2 separate regions of the Sus scrofa genome follow, and region 2 is linked to region 1. The links are chromatin contacts, called in public HiChIP or PLAC-seq maps. All regions are on one chromosome and are shown on one strand. Each heading gives the region's core, a stretch centred on a gene start, on an enhancer-like site or on the middle of the called end of the contact. The rest is flanking DNA. Distances are from core to core; before and after follow the strand shown.

Region 1 (2,861 bases), core at 340-2,839:
GAACATGTCACTTCCTCATCTATGAAGATCCCCTAGATTTTCTCATTCTTTTTAAATCACTTTTTAAATAGGGCAGGAAATAAGAGATGGTGTGGGAAGGAGAGAGGATGGTAGGAAGGGAAGAGGAGTGTGTGTGTGTATGTGTGTACACATGAGGCCTAAACAGTAGAGTCTGGAAACCTGCATATTAATCTAGTTAGCCAGTAACTTGCTGTGTAAGCTTGGGCAAGTTGGTTGATTTGTCATGCCCTGTTTCCTCATTTTCCAAGTGGGAATAATATTTATTCTACACACCTCACAAGGTGGCACTAAAGATTTAAAGAAATGATACATAAGCATTTTGGAAGGATACATTTCTATTGCAGTCTAAAATAGAGGAATTAATTAGTATGGTAAATGAAAAGAGGAATATTATTGGATTAGGGGAAAAGGGAGGCTGGGAAAAAAGAAGCCCCCTCCTTCATTCGATATATACCAGTAAAAGCCAAGACCACTCCACTGCTCAAACCACAAATTTGGCCAACACTTTATCTTGAGATCTCTCCGCCAAAGGGGTTCTTCCTTTTTCCTCTGTGCCTCTGTGCCAGGGATTTTTATTCATTTTGTAGTTACTGTGTGCCTACCATATGCCAGGCAATGTGCTTGTTAGTTTATTATTATTTAGTAATTAGCCCTAGAGGGCAATACTTATATCCTCAAAAGACTTTCACCGGTCATCTCATATACTCCCCTATCTTTCCTTGTTGATGGAATTGGCAGTTCATCTGTAATTACTTAATATGTAGAGGAACTGAGGCCCAAAGAAATTCGGTGACTTGACCAAAGGCCATGATGCAGTGATGAAACCAGTGTTCAAACCTAGGCTCCCTGATTCTCCTCTTCCCATTAAATATGTATGGGGGGGTGACGTTACCAAGATGTTGGGGTGTGGGCTTTGAGGGAGATCTGGTGTAGGAGTGATCAGCCAAGCCCCCCCTCCCCCCTGCCGTCACAGCATCCTCTGGGCATTGCAGTGGGCAGGATGGGATTTTTACATGTCAGTGCAGCAGGGAGAGATACGCAGGGAGTAGGAATTTTAAGCCTCACCTGAAATTTATATTTAAAGCCACTTGGTCCAACAGATTAGTGCTTTGCAGACAGAGAATTCTATTCCTGCCAGCACTTGAGAGTGTGTCTGCAAATCCCTCAGCCATTCTGAATCTCACTTTTCTGTCTCTGCAATGGAGATCCTATCTACCTCATACTTAGAGCTATTCTCCTGAGGCTCAAATAAGGCCCAAAGAAATGTGTATTAATATTAACTTCTCTCCCACGGAGTCCCCTACACGTCGGTACTCTCCGAAGCATAAAACTTTTCCCCAACAGTTGACCTGCCCAGACCACTACCTCTACCACCCAGGTGTGTGAATTCCAGATGCCAGTCCTGGGTAACGCTCCCTCCCAGCGGACGCTCTCGTTTTTTGTTTTGGGTTCGGGAGGGAGATGATCTCAATCTGGGTTATCTCCGGTCTTCAGACACCTCCCGATTTCTCTAGCATCCACTCCATCCGCCCCTGCCATCTCTCAGCTCTGCTCTGGTCGGCCAGGCTGTCTTTTCTGGCTCCACCTCTCGCTCCGGCCGTCGGTGCGAGTCTGGGTCTCTCTGCCCCTCCAGACGCCGTTCTCCGGCGGGGTTTAGGTCTGTCTTCTTCACCCTCAGTGAGTCAGAAACAAAGGAGGGGGGTGGGGGGAGCGCACTCTCTCCGGCTCGGCGATTCGCCCTTTATTCTGAACTCGCAACGTCAGCGGGCGGGTGGATGGAGCGGCGGGGCGCGGGCTGGGCCGCCCACAGCGTGCCGGGCCGGGGGAGCGGCCGGGCCGGACCGGGCGGGCGAGCGGCGGGGGCGCGCTCGGGGCCCGGGCCGCGTGGGCGCCGGGATGGAGGGCGCCGAGGGGCGGGGAGCGGGCGTGCGTGTGTGTGCGAGCGCGAGGGAGGCCGGCCTTTAGTGTAACCGGAGCTACAAAGAAGGGGAGAGTCCGGGAGAGGGAGGGAGGAGCGGCGGCGGCGCCGGGGGCCTCTCCGCACCCTCCCCCTGGGCAGGAGCCCCCTCGAAGCGGCCTCGGCCCCCGACGCGGGGCCGCCCCTCGGCGCCCGCGCCCGCCCGACCGCCCGGAATGATGAAGAAGAACAATTCCACCAAGAGGGTGAGTGCGCCCGCCCGCTGCTGACTTTGTGCCCCGAGGACCCCGGCCCCGTCGGGGCCGCGGGCAGCCGGGTTGCGAGCTGGGGACGCCCCGTGCCAGCCCCCCGCCCAGCTCGGCCCGGCCTCCGGTCCCCTGGGCCTCGGCCTCGGCGCGCCTGGCCCCACGACGAGGCACCGGCGGGGGCTTTTGTTTGTTTACTTGGGCTGGGGGTTAACTTGGCTGAGTTTCTGCCCGACCCCCGGCCTCCCCCTCCCCGGGCAGCCGGCGGCTGCTGGCGTCGCGCTCTGCAGCGGCGAGAAGACAATGAGAAATAAAATAAAATGCCGTTAATCCTGGCGCCGCGAGGAGGGAGGCCGGGGGAGGGGGCGGGGGCCCGGCGGAGACCCGAAAACCACCCCTTGGCTCCAGCCCGGCCGTCGCCCCTTCCCCCGGCAGTTCCAGTCGTTTATTTGGGCGAAGGAGGAGGGGAGCGATGGGGGAGAGAGTTCCTCGGAGTGAGAGGCTTTGAAGTGGGGAGCGATCGCGGGGCTCCCTGACTCCAGCTGCGGCAGGGCGGCCGCGGGAAGGAGGGGACGGGGACTGGGGAGGGCGCGGGCAACAGCACAGGAGGAGGAAAAAGCTGTAATCACCTAATCGTGCGGTTCTCATTTGACCCGGGGGGCAGGGGCCTCAGGATG
Region 2 (2,818 bases), core at 131-2,630, 190 kb before region 1:
CTGATGCCTTGTTCACCCGTATCGGCTTCCCATAGAGTTTGATCATGTTCATGATCTTAATGGCATAGTCAGCATCTTCCTCACTTAAGAACTCCACGAAACCATAGCCTAGGGAAATGGAAAAGAAGAGTTAACTTAAGTGAAGCGATTCAAAATGAGGTATAACTCACCTTCTAAAGTACAAAGAACAAGAAAAAATAATCCTACTTCAACTGAGAATGGTTCCAGAAACAAACTGAGTTTAAGAGAAAGAAAACTTTAGCTTGCTTATTCCAAACAGTTGTGAATACTGCCGGGACCTTCCAGGAGCAGTTTGTTTCCTCAAAACATAACTGCACTTCTTGGGAGTTCCCGTCGTGGCTCAGTGGTTAGCGAATCCGACTAGGAACCATGAGGTTGTGGGTTCGATCCCTGCCCTTGCTCAGTGGGTTAAGGATCCGGCGTTGCCAGTGAGCTGTGGTGTAGGTTGCAGACGCCGCTCGGATCCCACCTTGCTGTGGCTCTGGCATAGGCCAGTGGCTACAGCTCCGATTCAACCCCTAACCTGGGAACCTCCATATGCCGCGGGAGCGGCCCTAGAAATGACAAAAAGACCAAAAAATAAATTAAATGAAAAATAACTGCACTTCTTGCCATGTACTCACCTTGATGCTGACCAGTGACTCTATCCTTTGGCATGTGGGTGTTGACTACTGGCCCTGCCTGGAGAAACAGTTCCCACAGCAGTGGTTCGCTAACTTTCTCATCGAGGCCCCCCACGTACACAGTGGCATCTGGAGGACAGGGTTAGGAGGTTAGGACAGAGATGAGAGGAAATAAGGAGGTGACGGGAACATGAAGTCGGAACCCAGGCGGTGGAGTTGCGGGTGGAGATGGGGTATTGGAGCAAAGAGAAAAAGAAAAGAAAAAAAAAAAAAAAAAAAAAAAAAGACGTTAGCTTATACCCCTACACCGCCCTCCATTCCAGGTAATACAAAATCTTCTTAAATATAATTTAAAGTTCTGGCGCACATTCTCTTTGTAATTTTTTGTGTGCGTGAGTGGGAAGGCAGCAGGGGATGGGACATAGACAACATCACACCTACAGGCCTCAGCCTCTGGGCACCCGTCCATCCCGCCCCAGCAGGCATCAGGCCGGTCTAGCGCCTTTTGGGATGCTCCAATCTCCCGCCCTGGCGGAAACACTGCTGGCTGTAACCCGAGATCCCCCAAACTCCCCTGGGCCCATCCCGGACTTGTGCCCTCCACTCACCCTGATTCCGCTCGGAGATCGGCCCAGCAGCCATGGCGAAAGACCTCCCGCCGTCTCCAGGCAGCGATACCGCCTCCTGACCGCAGTACTACTTCCACTTCCGGGGCGAAGGCGGACGTAGAGGCGGTGGGCGGGGCCTATGCAGGGGAGGAGCCGGAAGCGGCCGCGGCCATTTTAGGAGCCGCTGAGACTTGAAGTGATTGGTGTTACCGTGTTCCGCGGTCTTTGGTTTTGTGTTGAAGTGCCGCTCTGACAGGTTAGGGCGGGGAACGCGGATCGGAATCTCTCAAACGCCCTAAGGCAGTGCTTGAAGTTAAAGGATCACGCTGCTCCCAAAAATGTCAATTCAGGAGCTAAGAGAACAATATTTTTCGTATATTTTGTGGCCTCCTTTGATTCCCAGAGAAGGGTCTTCTGCCCAAGGCGTGGAGGCAGCTGTCCACCCCGGCCCGCAGCCTTTGGACAGATGGGGCCCCATAGTCCTGGCCTGGGCTTTCATTTTTCCTCAGGGAAGGGATTGCGGAATGTCTGAGCTGGAGTGACGTTGAGCTTGCCTAGTCAGTATTGCATTGGGGGTGACGGGAACCAGAGGCTCAGAGATGGGAGTGTGTGTGACCAGCGCTGAAGAGTGGTTAACACTGAAGTCCAGAGGCTTTGGTCTCAACCCCCAGAGCACACCCCAGCCCCAACAACAACGTCTGGGTCTGTTTTTGCCACATCAGCACCACAGGGAGAACCCAAACTATGAATTCTGCAGAGCTTCACCTGAACCATCCCCTTATTTCCTTAGCAGTAATTCGGTCTGTATCTTCCTCTCTTGAGTCACACCATCACTATCTTACCTAGGTTCCTTTATTCAGACACAAGAAACAATGCCAGCAGTGTGTATAAATACTGTGATTTAATGAACTCCTTAAATAGAAATGCCGTTACAAAAATATACAATTGGAAAAGACTGGGTGTCTCCCATAGCCACACCACACCCAGAGAAAACTTTAAGGGAAGAAATAGAAATTGGAATCAAAGGAGCAGCAGGGGGAGGTGAGAAGGAGGTCTGTAGGCCATCTTGTTGGCACTGACAAATTGTTTCTCTGACCTCACAATTTACCAGCTCAGTATCCAAAATTTCCATCCAAAAGGGTTGGAATGCATGAAAAAAGGGCAATCATATTCCGGATTGGTTTTGTTGGTTTTGTTTCTTTAATTCTTCAGGTCACAAGAAACTATTTAAACCAAGAAGGATAGGGTAAGAGTTGGATAAGGTTAGCCACCTATCAGCTATGGAAACTCAAGTCAGTGAGCTTGTTTAAAGGCTGGCATATGAAAGCTGAGGGAGTAAAACCAGATAAGATTTGAAGGATTAGACAGAATTCTCCCTCACCCCAGACCACTCTCTGCCCCGCCCATGAGAGAGCCAGCAATTTCAGTGGGATTGGGAAAGAATGGTATTTGGATCTCTTTTCTTGGAGTGATCCTCAGGAGATATTCTTGGTGTCCATTTCCTTAATAACTCCTGAAGATGGGATAGCTCATCCTGGAGGCCAGCGATTGTGGGAGCTGAGAGGC

Evidence for each region. HiChIP or PLAC-seq counts read pairs in DNA pulled down with a chosen protein or histone mark.
Region 2: a contact with region 1 is called in an H3K27ac HiChIP or PLAC-seq map of alveolar macrophages. The contact joins the promoter of SF3B4 here to the promoter of PLEKHO1 in region 1. A contact is called at or near these places in 1 of 5 promoter capture datasets (fetal liver), 2 of 47 Hi-C or Micro-C datasets (epiblast stem cells and heart right ventricle) and 2 of 2 datasets of contacts at active chromatin or transcription factors (alveolar macrophages and skeletal muscle).

The regions. Positions count from the first base shown.
Region 1 is chr4:98,933,338-98,936,198 of Sscrofa11.1, reverse strand. PLEKHO1 (pleckstrin homology domain-containing family O member 1) reads left to right here and starts at 1,589. Exons shown (of 6, transcript XM_005655398.3): 1 at 1,589-1,698; 2 at 2,849-2,861.
Region 2 is chr4:99,122,126-99,124,943 of Sscrofa11.1, reverse strand. SF3B4 (splicing factor 3B subunit 4) reads right to left here and starts at 1,380. Exons shown (of 6, transcript XM_001926489.5): 1 at 1,253-1,380; 2 at 645-773; 3 at 1-108. The coding sequence starts at 1,286. It overlaps MTMR11 (myotubularin related protein 11), which reads right to left. Exons shown (of 17, transcript NM_001243446.1): 17 at 2,135-2,818. The coding sequence ends at 2,676.